2 separate regions of the Oryctolagus cuniculus genome follow, and region 2 is linked to region 1. Evidence: chromatin contacts called from public Hi-C data. All regions are on one chromosome and are shown on one strand. The core of a region is the stretch at or near the end of the contact, and the rest is flanking DNA. Distances in the headings are between cores, read along the strand shown. Region 1 overlaps BDH1 (3-hydroxybutyrate dehydrogenase 1). Region 2 overlaps LOC138849312 (a long non-coding RNA gene).

Region 1 (6,540 bases), core at 1,080-3,579:
CCTGGGAGGAAGCAGATGATGGCTCAAGTACCTTGGTCCCTGCTAACCCACATGGGAGACTTGAGATGAGTTCTGGGCTCCTGGCTTCAGCCTGACCCACCCCAGCTGTTGCATTTGGGGGGTGAACCAGCAGTCTCTCTGCCTTTCAAATAGATAAATAAATTAACTTTACAAATAATAAAGTTACACAGGCATCAGCACGGCAGGATTTGAAAGCTTGTGCCGAACAGCAGGCCCAGAGACCTGCAGAGTGGACCCCAGAAACCCTGGAGCCAGTTGAGGGGGTGGAGAGGAGGTGACCTGGACAGCATGGTCTTAGCCCAAGGACAGGCAGAGCCCTAAGGGCTTAGGCCACCACAGTCTGCAGCCACAGGCCAGGTTACAGGTGGTTGGGAAGCTGGGGTGTGGCAAACAGACATTCTGTCCCTGTCGGTGTGACTGTAAAGTACAGGGTAGTTTTATATTTTACAAATGTGTATGTGTGTATATGATTTATTTATTTGAAAGGCAGAGTTAGAGAGAGAGGGAGAGATAGGGGGAGATCTTCCATCTGCTGGTTCACTCTCCAAATGGCCTCAATGCCTAGGGCTGGGTCAGGCCAAAGCCAAGAGCCAGGTATTCCATCAGGGTCTCCCATGTGCGTGGTAGCCGCCCACATACTAGGGCCATCTTCTGCTGCTTTCTCAGGCACATTATCAGGGAGCTGAATGGAAAGTGGAGCAGCCAGGACTTGAACCAGCACTCACATAGGGCACTGGCATCACAGGTGGCAGCTTAACCTGCTGCTCCACAGCACCAACCCCTCTGCTGCCCAGGAGAATTGAGGGCCAAACCTGACACCCACAGTGCGCAGAGGTGGTCTAGGGGGACCTGGCACTCCTGGTGCCCAGCTGCACAGAGGCTTCTCTAAAGAGCTGGCTGGAGCCCTTTCGTGGGAAGCCCATGAGTGAGGATGACAGTTTAGGGATGGAAGGGAGGGTATGGGGAGATCAGCCCACTTCCCATGTGATGCCTGGACTGTCTTTGCTCTGTGCCCCACCGGCATCCCACCACCCGTTACTCATTGTCTGAACACATTCCAACTGGTCCATATCATCTCCAGACTGTGACAGTCGCTCCTCACTTTGAGTTGGACTTGACGTCTTGGCCCTCGGTCTGCTCTCATGGAATGAGTTGGCCCCCACAGCCATGTCCACCCCGCCCCCAAGTCTTCTCTCCGGACCAGTCCTCCACAGTGCAAGGGCCCCCACCGGCCCGGCCCCTTCACCCCCTCCTCCTGCGTCCCTGTGATGCTGCAGGGTGCCGTCTCCAGTCCTGGGACCAGGGCCCTTCTAGTCAAACCACTTCCGGAGCTCAGCCCCACCCCTGACAGACGCCGCCCATCCTGAGCTCCCCACGCTTGCCCGTGCCGGGCTGTTGGCCTCACTGCCAGTTGCTTGCACTGCGGGCTGCAGAGTAAGCTTTTCTCTGGCACTGCATTCCCTGGCAGCCACTCCAGCCCTCTCGGAGGAGACATCAGGATTGCAGACACCGCTCAGAAAAAAATTGCTTCCAATTAAATTACGACTGGCAGAGTTTAATTTTCACATCAAACGTAGCTCATTCCTGTTGTGGGGGAAATAAAAATAAAAACCTGTGTCAGAGACTGGGATGAAGTGTCATAGCAAGCCCTGCCTCGAGAAAGGAGGGCCAAGGAGATAAGGCCATCGGGGGCTTGGCACAGCATAGCACCCCTCTTAGCCAACACTCAACTAACCAAGTCGGCGCTTCATTAGAACCCTCCGGCGGCTCAGCAGTGCCCCCCAGCGGACGCCTGCCCACCTCCTAGCCTCGCATCCACCGCTCCTAGGTCTTTGCACTGCCTGCAACAGATGGCTTTCTGTGGCCTCTTCCGGGAAGCGCCCCGACCCCCAGGGCCCCTCTTTTCACGTCCTCAGCTGTCACTGCTTTGCTCCAGCCCCTCCGTGTGTGTCCCTTCCGCCTTCAGCGGGGTGTTTGGACGTCAGTGCCCAGCGCAGCGGGGACCATGAAAGAGGGCTGAGAAACCATTGCCACGCAAGAGACGCAGTTCTCACGTTCAGTGAAACCTGAAGTCGAGTTGCGCTCTGTGGTTAAACAGGTTTCTTAAAAGCTTACTTCCTTATTCCAGGAATCTGCAAGGGCTGGCCCCGGGGGTGGGGTACTTACATTACAGCCAGAAAAAAAAAAAAAAACCAAAAACCAGCACCTGTGAAAGGGACACACATGGGTGCACAGAGCCGTGCTAAGGTCTGAACTGGAACTTAGAGGCAGGCTCTGGCCTCTCGCCAAGCCCTGGGCTGAGAACAGAGGTGGCCAGCTGGCAGCCTGCTGGTCATATGTGGCCCGTGGACGCACTTTGGCCCACACACTGGTTTTGGTTTTTTTCATTTCTGTTTTTATTTTTAATGTGAAAAGTTGCCAACACCAGCTTAAAACTCGAAGCATCTGGCCAGCTGGGGCTTCTGTACCCACAGGGGCAGCAACGGGCACGTGCTCTAGGCCCCAGCGTCCCCTCCCTGTTGTCTGAGAACCGCATGTTCCTGTCATTGAGGCCTGGGGGACAAGGTCTCTGCCCTACTCCTGGTGTGGCCGTGGCACTGTGCTTGGTGCTGGATGTGTCCTCACCGCCCAGGGGCATCCACAGCCTGAGGCTTTGCAGGGCCTTGGGGCTGCTCGGCAGCGTCCCTCTTTCCTCGTCTCCCTCGGCATGATGACACAGACTCTTTTCCTCCCCAGGACAAGGGGGATGCTGGGGCCAAGGAGCTGGACAGCTTGAACAGCGACCGGCTGCGGACCGTCCAGCTCAATGTCTGCAGCAGCGAGGAGGTGGAGAAAGCGGTGGAGGTGGTGCGCGCGGGCCTGAAGGACCCTGAGAAAGGTCAGGGGCCGCGGGGGCGGGCGCGGGGCTGTGTGGAGGGACCCTTCCCGGAGGCCACTCCGTTGGCCGCCATGCTGCCCACAGGCTCTTGTGGACCCCGGGGTTGAGTTGCGGTATGTGGGGGGGGGGTTCTCCATCAGGGAGCAGTGCGCTGAGAGGCAGGGCAGCACGAGACAGGGTTTGGTGCAGCCTTGGGGGTGGGGTGGGAAGCCGGTCAGTGTGGCAGAGACCGGGCAAGGTGGTTCCCGGCGCAGTGGAGCGTGGACAGCCGTGGGAGCAGCTCTGTTGGCTGGGACAGGTTTGGGTCTCATTCAGGGTTAGTGGAGAGGGGAGAGGGAGGTGGGCCAGGCCTTGGGTGCCGAGCGAGGGAGCCCCTGCAGGGGCTGCCCTGAGTGGAATGGGCTGGCTGGACGTGAGCTCACTCTGGGGACTGCAGAGGCCACATATGGCACCGTTCCGTGCGGGAGTGTGAATCCAAGAGTTGTGGCCTAAGGTGGGCATTGGGAAAGAGGAGGGGTCAGGGGTGAGGACAGGGGGAGGAGCCCATCATAGCGGGACTCAGTGGCTCAGATGGGAGGGCAAGAGGTATCCACCCTGCGTGCCCTAGTGCCCATGGGGCCCCCTGGTGGAGACCAGGTGCCCCTGGGAGGCGAGGCTGGGAGTGGGGGAGGGACTCCATGGGCGAAGCTGGGGCCAGCGGTCCAGAAGCTAAACCGAACAGGAGGTTTAGGGGCCAGCGCCAGCGGAGTGGATGCTGCAGGAGGTTCTTGTTGCTAAGGACTCAAGGGCCCCCCCAGTTCAGCCGTGGGGTGCTTGGGGAGAGGGGCTCTGTTGTACATCTGCAGGGGCCAGCTCTCCTAAGCCGCTGGGGGTGGGGTGGGCAGGGAGTAAGGCAGACGTCCTGCGCCTGAGCGGGGCTCTCCGTGCTGAGCGAGGCTGAAACGCCAGGGTCTCCAAGCCCCTGTCGCGGACCCAACCCCTGCTTGGTCTGGGCCGCCCCCGCCCGGGCCCTCGGCGCGCCGCAGGCCTCGCGGGACATCTGCTTCATAATTAACAGGCGGGCCGGCGTGCGGGTCCCACTCGGGAAAGGCGGGCGGAGTCCCACCGGGGTGATCCGCGGGCATCGGCGGGGGGAGCAGCACGCGGCGCCGGGAAGCCGCCTCCTCACTGGCCGCGGCGAGGGAGCGGCCGCGCACGGCCCTGGGAGGGGCACCGTCCTCGCCGGCGCTGCTCAGGGCCGTGCTCCTGGTCCCCGCCACAGATGGAGCTGCCCGCAGCCCCGGGCCACACGGAGAGCCCCCTGCCCTGCGGGGCGGCTCAAGGCCCAGCGCCAGCCTTGATGCAAAGTTCTCCCCGGCGCTGTGTCCCCCGGCGCGTTCCAGGGAGGGCTTGCAACAGCTCACCCCCACCTGACGTAGCCAACACTGCAGTCTGTGGGAAAGATCTGGACACTTTTTTAGGTCTGAGAAAGAAAAGAAACCCGTCAGACACGGGGCTGCGTGCCCTTCCTCCCTGCCCCCTGCCCTCATCCGAGCCTCGGAGCTGTGGTTTTCCCGGAGACGCCTCGCAGATTCCCGCGGTCTCGGGAGATGCTGGCTGTGAACGCCAGATGGCGCCCTCGCAGAGTCCTCAGCACGGCGCGTGCGGACCGGATCCTGGCGGCAGGGGGCGCTGCCCGCTCCTTGCTCCTGGCCGCGGGGCGCCTCCTGAGAGCCGGTCGGCTGCCCTGCGCCGTGGCTGGGGGGAACCGTTGCTTCCCGAGCCTGAGGATCCAGCCCAGGGGGTGGGATGAAGGGCTTGTGTGATGAGAGCAGCTGGGCCTGTGCCACAGCCGCCTTCCCACAGCGGGACTCCGAGGGCCTGGACATCTGGAGCCCGTGACCGCCCTCCTCACCCCGCCCCGGGAAAGCTGCGTGGGCGGCTGCAGGCAGCTGTGGGCACGGCCTGATCCTGGCACCCCGTGGCTTTATCAGTTGGCCAGCCAACATTGGGTGCCTGCTGAGCGCCTAAAGGGGCGTGACCCGGGGAGGCGGTTGAATACCGGCCAAGTGGAAGTCTGCGGCGCTGGGACACGACCCCTGAGGAGCAGGGTGGCGTTGTGGGCATTATATGGTAGATGGGGGAGACCCTGAGTCATAGGCACCCTCCATCTGCTTTTGCGAAGGCTGGGGTTACTCTGGGCTTTGCCTCTTAATTGAAGTGTGAGCTTGAACCTGAACCTGCACCTGTGTGGGCCTTAGCTTGCTTGTCCGCGAAGTGGACACAGTGCTCTGCCAGCCCTCCAGTGCTCTCCTAGATCCCAGCACTGCAGGAGCCTGGGTGGAATTCTGACACAGGCTGCCCTCAGGCTGAGGGGTCGGGTGTGTGTGTGGGGGGGGGGGGTTACAGGAGAGGCGGGAGGGCTTCCACGTCAGGAGGGTCAGACTTGGAGAGGGCGGAGCGAGCGAGGCGCATGCGCAAGAGTACTGGGGGGGGGGGCTAGCTGAGGACTCCTGGGTTGGGGAGAGAGCCCCGGTCTGCAGGCTGGGTGAGCAAGGTGACGAGGACCCAAGCCAATGCAAGTGGAGACAGGAGGGAAGAAGGGACTCTCAGGACCCAGCCCAGGGCGCCCTCGCAGCATGGGCTAAGCATGCTGCCACACAGACATGGTCCAAGTCCCAGCCGTCCCATCTGCAGGGGCCCCAGGGCCATTTAGCAAACACTTAATAGTTGGCTGGGAGTTGAGGTGTACTTAGCTCAGGGCGGGGCGGCTGTCATCCTGGTCTGTCAGCATTGTTTTGTTTTTTTTTTTTTGTTTTTTTTTTTGACAGGCAGAGTGGACAGTGAGAGAGAGACAGAGAGAAAGATCTTCCTTTGCCGTTGGTTCACCCTCCAGTGGCCACCGCGGCCAGAACGCTGTGGCCAGCGCACCGCGCTGATCCGAAGCCAGGAGCCAGGTACTTATCCTGGTCTCCCATGTGGTGCAGGGCCCAAGTACTTGGGCCATCCTCCACTGCACTCCCGGGCCACAGCAGAGAGCTGGCCTGGAAGAGGAGCAACCAGGACTAGAACCTGGTGTGCCGGCGCAGCAAGGTGGAGGATTAGCCTAGTGAGCCGCGGCGCCAGCCATTAATTTTTTTTTTTTTTTTTTTTTGGTCAGCATTGTTAACTCTCCCCATGCCTGCTCAGGTGGAGGAGCAATGAGGGAGCTGGAGGGGTCCGGGGCAGCCAGAGACAGAGCAGCAGATGTGGGCAGCCTGGGGGCTGGATGTGAGGCTGGACTGGGGGTCAGCAGGAGGAGACTGGGGTTGGACGAGCGCCCTGACTGCCTGCAGGAATGGAGGTGACGCCGAGGCTGCTCAGGGAGACCTCTGTCACCAAGGCCCGCAGGAATGCTGCAGTGGACTTAGTGGGGACAGAGAGCTGCTGGTCCATGAGCTGTCGCTGCTGTCAAGTCCCAGGTCAAGGTGGCACTTCGCTGAGTGGTCGTGTCAGATGCCATTGTCCTGTTTGCAGGAGGTAAAAAGGATTGTGTGCATGTTAGATCATGCGATGCTGTCTCATATGAGCCAAACATATAGGAGCTAGAAAAGTCCAGAAGCGTAAAGCGCATGTAGCTGCTTCACAACACGGAAGAAGCAGACCCAGGGCAGAACCCTGGG
Region 2 (6,540 bases), core at 2,869-5,368, 54 kb before region 1:
CCGTGGCGTCAGCATGTGGCCCTCTGCTGCCAGCAGGCCAGCGGGCTCATCTGGTCCCAGTAACTCTGCTCTCCCCAGCCTCAGCCAGCCACCATCCCTCTCTCGTTGCCTGTGAGATCAGCTGTCTTAAATCGCACACATGGCGAGATCATCGCTCCGTACCTGACTCATTCACTTCGCATGAGGAGCTGTAGTTCCATTGTGCAGATGGCCAGACTACACCTGCTTATGACTGAGTAGCACCTCGCTGTGTGCAGGCACCACATCTGTCCATCCGTTATCGGCTGATGGACGCGGGTTGTCCCCATGTCTTGCCTCTCGTGAATCGTGCTGCATAAAGACCGGCATGCAGAAGCCTCTTCCACATACCGATTTGCTTTCCTTTGGATAGATCCCGAGCAGCGGGACTGCTCGTAGCTCTGTGCGTAGTTTTTTTTTTTTTTTTTTTGAGGAACCTCCATGCTGTGTTGCACAATGACCATACTAAGTTACATATCCACCAGCCCCATTTCTTTTTTAAAGAACAATCAGGTCTGCAGGAAGCATAAAGCTGTATGTGTGCAGAATGTAGAATTCTGTGGAAAGTGCTCAGATCAACTGCTGTTCTTTCTACAAAGAGTTTTTTACATCTTCAACTCAGTAGAGTTTATCTGAGCCCTAAAGAATATTAACTTCTCAAAGAATTTTGAAAAAAACATTGTTTTACCTTTACCTACTCAGAGCAGTGTTTGGTACAGATTTCTCTCCACGGGGAAAAGAATCCTCAACTCCTACCCCCTCCCCAACTCCCCACCATGGGATTTTCTTCTAGAAATAAACTACAAAGGAAATGAAAAGAACTCTGGCTGGATAGACCGCAAGTCACCAGCCCTGCTGTCTTCCACCGCAAGTGAGCTTTCTGTTCTGCTCAAGGCACTCTTAAACTTTCTTCCCAATGCGGCTTGCGGCTTGCGGCTGGGACGGCTGGGGCGGCTGGGGCCTACCCTACTCACATCACAGCGGGCGGCCACGCGGGGGCGCTGACGCGCCCTCCATCTGAGCCCTGCAGCAAGGCTTCGTGGCTGAAAGAGAGGGCAATAGACGGGAGGGAGAGCAGGAGAGGAGTAGCAGGTGGAGACAAGTGTAAGTGAAAACCTGTGATTTTGAAATTTACTGGACCTGATGTGGACGTCACCAGCTCCTGCCTAGTGAGCGTTCCCCTCCTTTTTTTTTTTCTTTTTTCTTTTTTTTTCTGCAACACAGCTCTTCTACACTCTAAAGCTTTGTCAAGATTCTCAAACTGTTGTAGGATCCTCAACATCCTTGCAAGGTGCACAGCAAACCAACGGCTGACACCTGGGGGAGGGGAGAAGGCGGTGTTTGTTTGCAAGGCACGGAGCAGGGAACCGCGGAGTTCTCACCACATTCCCAGGCTCCCCGAAGGCTGGGGTAAAGGTTCTTACACCCAGAAGTCGGGGTTGAGAGGTGCCTGTTTTGCCCACGTGCAGGTCTCTGATTAGTCCACGGTGCTCGCACCCGTCCTTTGATTGGTCAGGGATTATGTATTCTTTGGGGAATTTTAATGATGCCAAAGTTGACTTGAATCAGGCAGGTGGGAGTTTGCTCAGGGCCTGGGGTTCCTGGAAAAACAGTTGAGGCAAAGCTGACTCTCAAGCTGTTATCTTCAGAGGAGAGAAATGAGCCTGTGCCTCGTGATCAGGGGCCCTGTGGGGCCTCAACCTAGTGAGTTAATGTTGGTAAGAGGTTGGTACAGAATAACCCCCCAAACTGGTTGGGGTGTCGCTGTAGAGCCCCCCAAACCTGGGCCCATTGGCCTGTGCAGAAAGCCCATCACTGACATCAGGGAGGTGGAAGAAAGGAGGTGTTTATTGCAAAGGGAAGAGCAAGGAGCTGGGCAGCTGTTGCTTAATTCCTGGGCTCCCCAGAGAGTTAGGGGTGAAGGTTCTTACAGATTGAAATCGGGGCTGAGAGGGGCGTTATCAGCTTGTGTCCAAGTTCCTGGTCGGTCAGTGGTGCTCGTGGCCTTCCTTGGATTGGTCAGCGGTGCCCTGCTCTTTCTGGAATGTTTGGGTGGCCAGGTGGGCCACAGTTGGTCTGGGGGCTCACGTCTGCCCCAGACCTGGAATTCCTCTAAACAAACCAGTGGCCAACAGGGTTTTGTCTGTTGGAGAAGCAAACGACTTCCGGAGCCCAGCTGCATCGTTCTCTCGATTCAGTGAACTCCTTTTCATAAAGGACAGGCGAGGACACCATGGGCCCGGGGAGACAGACGAGAGGCTGGGCCTTGCCTTTCCATTACGGGGGTTCAGTCTCGGGTTGATTTGCAAAGGAACTCCAAGCGCAGGGAGGGAGGCTGACCTGGAATCCACATCAAGCCGTCTGTCGGGGTTGGTTCCAGAGCCGAGTTCTTGTCCTTGCACAGCCACTCTTGGCAGGGGAGTGATGCGCCGTGAGAAAACCAGTGGAAGCCCACAGGTTGTGCCCCAGGGTAAGAAAACCTCAGGAGCAATTGCGTGGATTTCACAAAGAAAGCCCTTTTCCCAAGAGGCAGAGGGAGGGGGAGGAGAGACTTTGAGAGCGGGCCCCTGAGCCGTGTAAGCCCCAGTCTGATTGTAGGCATCTGAGGAGCTGCTGCCCGTCGGGCTGGCGGATTCGGGGCCTCGTTAAACCTTGCTGCCTTGCTTGCCGCTGCTCTGTCTCACGTCTGAAACTCTGTCCTTCCAGGAGCACAGGGATTCTCTTCCAGCTGGTTCTGCTACTGCAGCCTCTTTCTTAGGACTGGACCTCACACCTTGCCTGGCACGGCTCTCAGGGGCGAGGCTGACTCCACGCTGGCTTCTGGAAGCACAGAGGCAGTGTCAAAGGACAGCAGGGCAACAATTTAAAGATCTTAATTTGGGGCTGGGGCTGGGGCTGTGGTGTAGTGCCGGCATCCTTTATGGGCACGGGTTCGAGTCTCTGCTGCTCCACTTCTGATCCAGCTCTCTGCTATGGCCTGGGAAAGCAGTAGAAGATGGCCCAAGTCCTTGGGCTCCTGTGCTCACATGGGAGACCCGGAAGAAGCTCCTGGCTCCTTGCTTCAGCCTGGCCCACCCCAGGTCACTGTGACCATTTGTAGGAGGATGAACCAGCAGATAGAAGATTCTCTCTGTGTCTCCACCTCTTTCCCCTTTAACTCTGCCTTTTAAATAAATAAATAAACATTTAAAAAATCTTAATTGGCTTTCTTTTGTTTATTAAGGATTTATTGATTGATTGATAGGAAGGGATAAAGGGAGGGTGAGAAATAAAGAGGTCTTTTCTTTACTGGTTTGCTCCCTAAATCACCACAATGGCCCTGCAAGGATCCAGGCCAAAGCCAGGAGCTGGGAACTCCATCCAGGCCCCCCACATGGCTGACGGGGGCTCAAGCTCTTGGGCCATCTTCCGCTGCCTTCCTAGGCACATTGGCATGGAGCTAGATCAGAAGTGAGGACTCGAACTGGCGCCCACAGGGGATGCTGGCCTTGCAAGCGGCGGCCTAACCTGCTGCACCACGATGCCTGCCCCACGGGCTCTGTTTTCAGCTCTAGACTCAGGCAACACCTCTTCCACAGGAGAGAGTGCACGCTCTGAGGGCCGGGGCACAGGAGGCTGGTTTACAGACAGACAGCGCTGAATTAGCAGAAATAAAGAGCGAGCAGCACACCGGTCACTCAGCCACTCCCCATCGGAGGGCACCAGGGCACAACAACCCTCCTACAACTGACCAGTTACCACCAGCTCAGCTTTGGGTGAAAGGGCCCACACTGGCTCTTTTGAGAAATTGGCTCTTAGCTCCCTTGTCCCAGTTTCTCTTGGGAGGTTAGAGAAACCATTTTGTCCCAGCTTGGTGACCAGAATTCTAGCGTGAGTGACTTGACTTTAGTCTGGTGTGCACAGAAGTTTTGTCCAAAGCAATGACCTTCCACAGTTTTTATTTAGTGCAGGGCAGAGCCCATGCTGCGTGCTGAAATGCAGGACCCTGGCAGGTGGTGGTGGAGGAATGAAAGGCGCAGATACACAGTGTGAGACCAGCAGAGACACGGGTGCCCGCTGGGGGGGGGGGGCAGGGGCATGGGGCTCACCAAAGCGGCCAGGCATGCTTGGGCGGGAGGGGCCGCCCCGTCGCTAGGTGGGTGAGGTGACCACAGAGCTGGACTCCACGCTGTTCAATAAAAGTCTTAGGAGGCCATTGTTTTGGACTAAGCTCCTGTACACACTGGGTGAAAAATCAAGACACACTCGCTCATGCTGAAGCTCTGCCTCAGCGAACTGAAACCACGCTGCTTATCGAAGCTCCCCAGACAAACCAGGATTAGAGACACACAGCGAAATTTCCCAGTGGGCTGATAGCGGAGTGCCCTCTGCCCTAATCCCCTCACACGCAAGGCAGCCTGCAGCAGCCTGTGCTAACCAACCAGTTATTCTGGGAGAACTCTTCCAGCTCCCTGTCCCTGCCTCACGAGGAAAGCAGCTTTGCAAAGACCAGTCGCCTACTTTTGGCTTCTTCTTTCTTCAGCCCCTTTCCATCTATTAAACCGACCTTTGCTCAGCCCATCAGGGCACCCATTCTGTGTTATGGAATGAAGTGTTGCTCAATTCCAGAACTGAAAACAGAGCCAATCAAGATCTTCAAGCTAAATTGCTGTGATCGTGTGCTTTGACCATAATGCATGGGGATGATTGCCCCTTCCCCCCGACAAGGAACAGAGGCTGGGTGGAGGCACTCACCTGCCAGGTGCCACGGTGACGGGCAAGGTCAGGGCCACAGCCCACACAGCTGCCGCTGCACCTACAGCCAGAGAGAGACAAGAGCAGAGCCGCAGGAGGCCGGGGGCCCCAGAGCAAAATCAAAACACAAAACCCCGTGCTTGACTTTCCGACTGAGCCAGTTTTCAGATCTGAAACCGTCTACTGAAGAGGCGGCTGATCTCCCGGAGAAACAAAAGCTCTTCGATGCTGTAGCAAGGACACAAGGCAACGATCCCACCAATCTTTGGCCCACGGCCACTCTCCTTGGTGACGTACAGTGAGGAGAAGGGAGCACCCAGCTATCTGGAGAGCTTTTGGACATGGGGTCCGAGTTGCAGTTGATTCCTAGAGACCCAAAACGTTGCTGTCTCCATATTAAATGGGGACTGGGAGTTCACGGGCCAGGTAAGCAGTGAAGCCCTTCCTAGGATCTGGCTCTCGAAGGTGTGAGAACGGCCCGGAAGAGACGGTCAGGAGCAAGAAGGACGTCTACTCCAGGAGATAAAACAGTCACCCCCAGAGAGTGTTGCAGGAACATAAGGGGCCATGAGGGCGGGGAGGCAGGGGACCAGAGTTTTCCTCTCTTATCTTAGTGATCTCTATTTCCTAAATTTTTCTAGAATAATTGTTCAACATGAAAGCAAGCAAGTCATCAAGAGTTTCTCAACCGTAGGTGGGCATGTGGCTTAGTGGTTCAGACACCAGTACCTGGGTTCGGTATCTGGCTCTGGCTCCCGACTCCAGCTTCACACTAATGCAGACCCTGGGAGGCAGCGGTGATGGCTCAAGTAGTGGAGCTTCTGCCACCCACACGAGAGACCTGCGCGGAGCTCCCAGCTCCCAGCTTCGAGAGCCTGGACCCAGCCCCAGCTGTTGTTGCTTTGAGGAGTGAACCAGCAACAGTCTATCCCTCTCTCTGTCTGTTCATCTCTCTCTCTCTCTGCCTCTCAAGCATACAAATAAAAATGAAACAAAACCCGAGTTCCTCATCTGACTTTGCAGATGCCAGCGATTCAGGAGCTGCTTGCTGCCAGCGTGGTCAGCCCCACCATGTCCTTGGGCATCACCATAGAGGGCAAGTCCTTGGGCAGCACCTCCTCCGAGGGTGGGGACATCACATGCTGTGGCAGCACTGGCAGCAAATCCATCTACAGAAAGGAATTTGGTGATGAGAACCTTGTTCGGAACCATGTGGGTCTGCATTGCCGATATTGAATGGTTGAATGGCAAGCATATGGTCTTTGGCAAGGTGAAAATGGGCTGAGTATTATGGAATGCATGCAGTACCTAGGGTCCAGGGATTGCAAAAACTGTTTAGAAGATCACCGTGGCTGAGTTCGGACAACGTTAATACGCCTGACTTGTGTTTTACCTTAACCACCAGCCCTTTCCTTCTGCAGCCCAGGAGAGCTCCCCCTGCCCCATCATCTGCTCCCCTTATCCTGAAGTCTTCGTGCTACTTCCTTGGGTTCTTATCCTAGTTCTTTGGGATCCATGTTTTCCGTATTCCTCTCCAATTCTAGCTGTCTTGCAGAGTGAGTTTATGATTATCAAATAAAAATTAAACAGCAACACCAAAAGTGAGTTCCTCATCTGGTGAGTTTTCCTGGCTGCAGGGTGCAGACTGAGAGAAGAGGGACCCCTTCAGAGAGCTGAATGGTCAAGACCCAAACAAGTGAGGCATAGGCAGGAGGTGCCCTGGGAAGAGAGGACACGCTCTGATGCCAAATTGGTGTCAATGTGCCATGCACTGCACAGAGCCCTGGG

Evidence for each region. Hi-C and Micro-C count contacts between places; a contact is called where the count stands out from the background.
Region 2: a Hi-C map of liver shows a contact between it and region 1, with 5 times the contacts expected there. The contact joins two enhancer-like sites. A contact is called at or near these places in 4 of 6 Hi-C or Micro-C datasets (ear pinna, liver, psoas muscle and 1 more).

The regions. Positions count from the first base shown.
Region 1 is chr4:83,941,095-83,947,634 of mOryCun1.1, reverse strand. It overlaps BDH1 (3-hydroxybutyrate dehydrogenase 1), which reads left to right. Exons shown (of 7, transcript XM_051818945.2): 5 at 2,758-2,899. Among named protein-coding and RNA genes, the nearest start is that of BDH1, 30 kb to the left of the region's middle. Within about 2 kb of position 2,329, at least 1 of the 8 cell types and tissues checked has an H3K27ac peak or open chromatin away from gene starts, as enhancers often do.
Region 2 is chr4:83,997,084-84,003,623 of mOryCun1.1, reverse strand. All of the region lies in intron 1 of LOC138849312 (a long non-coding RNA gene), which reads left to right. Among named protein-coding and RNA genes, the nearest start is that of BDH1, 26 kb to the right of the region's middle. Within about 2 kb of position 4,118, at least 1 of the 8 cell types and tissues checked has an H3K27ac peak or open chromatin away from gene starts, as enhancers often do.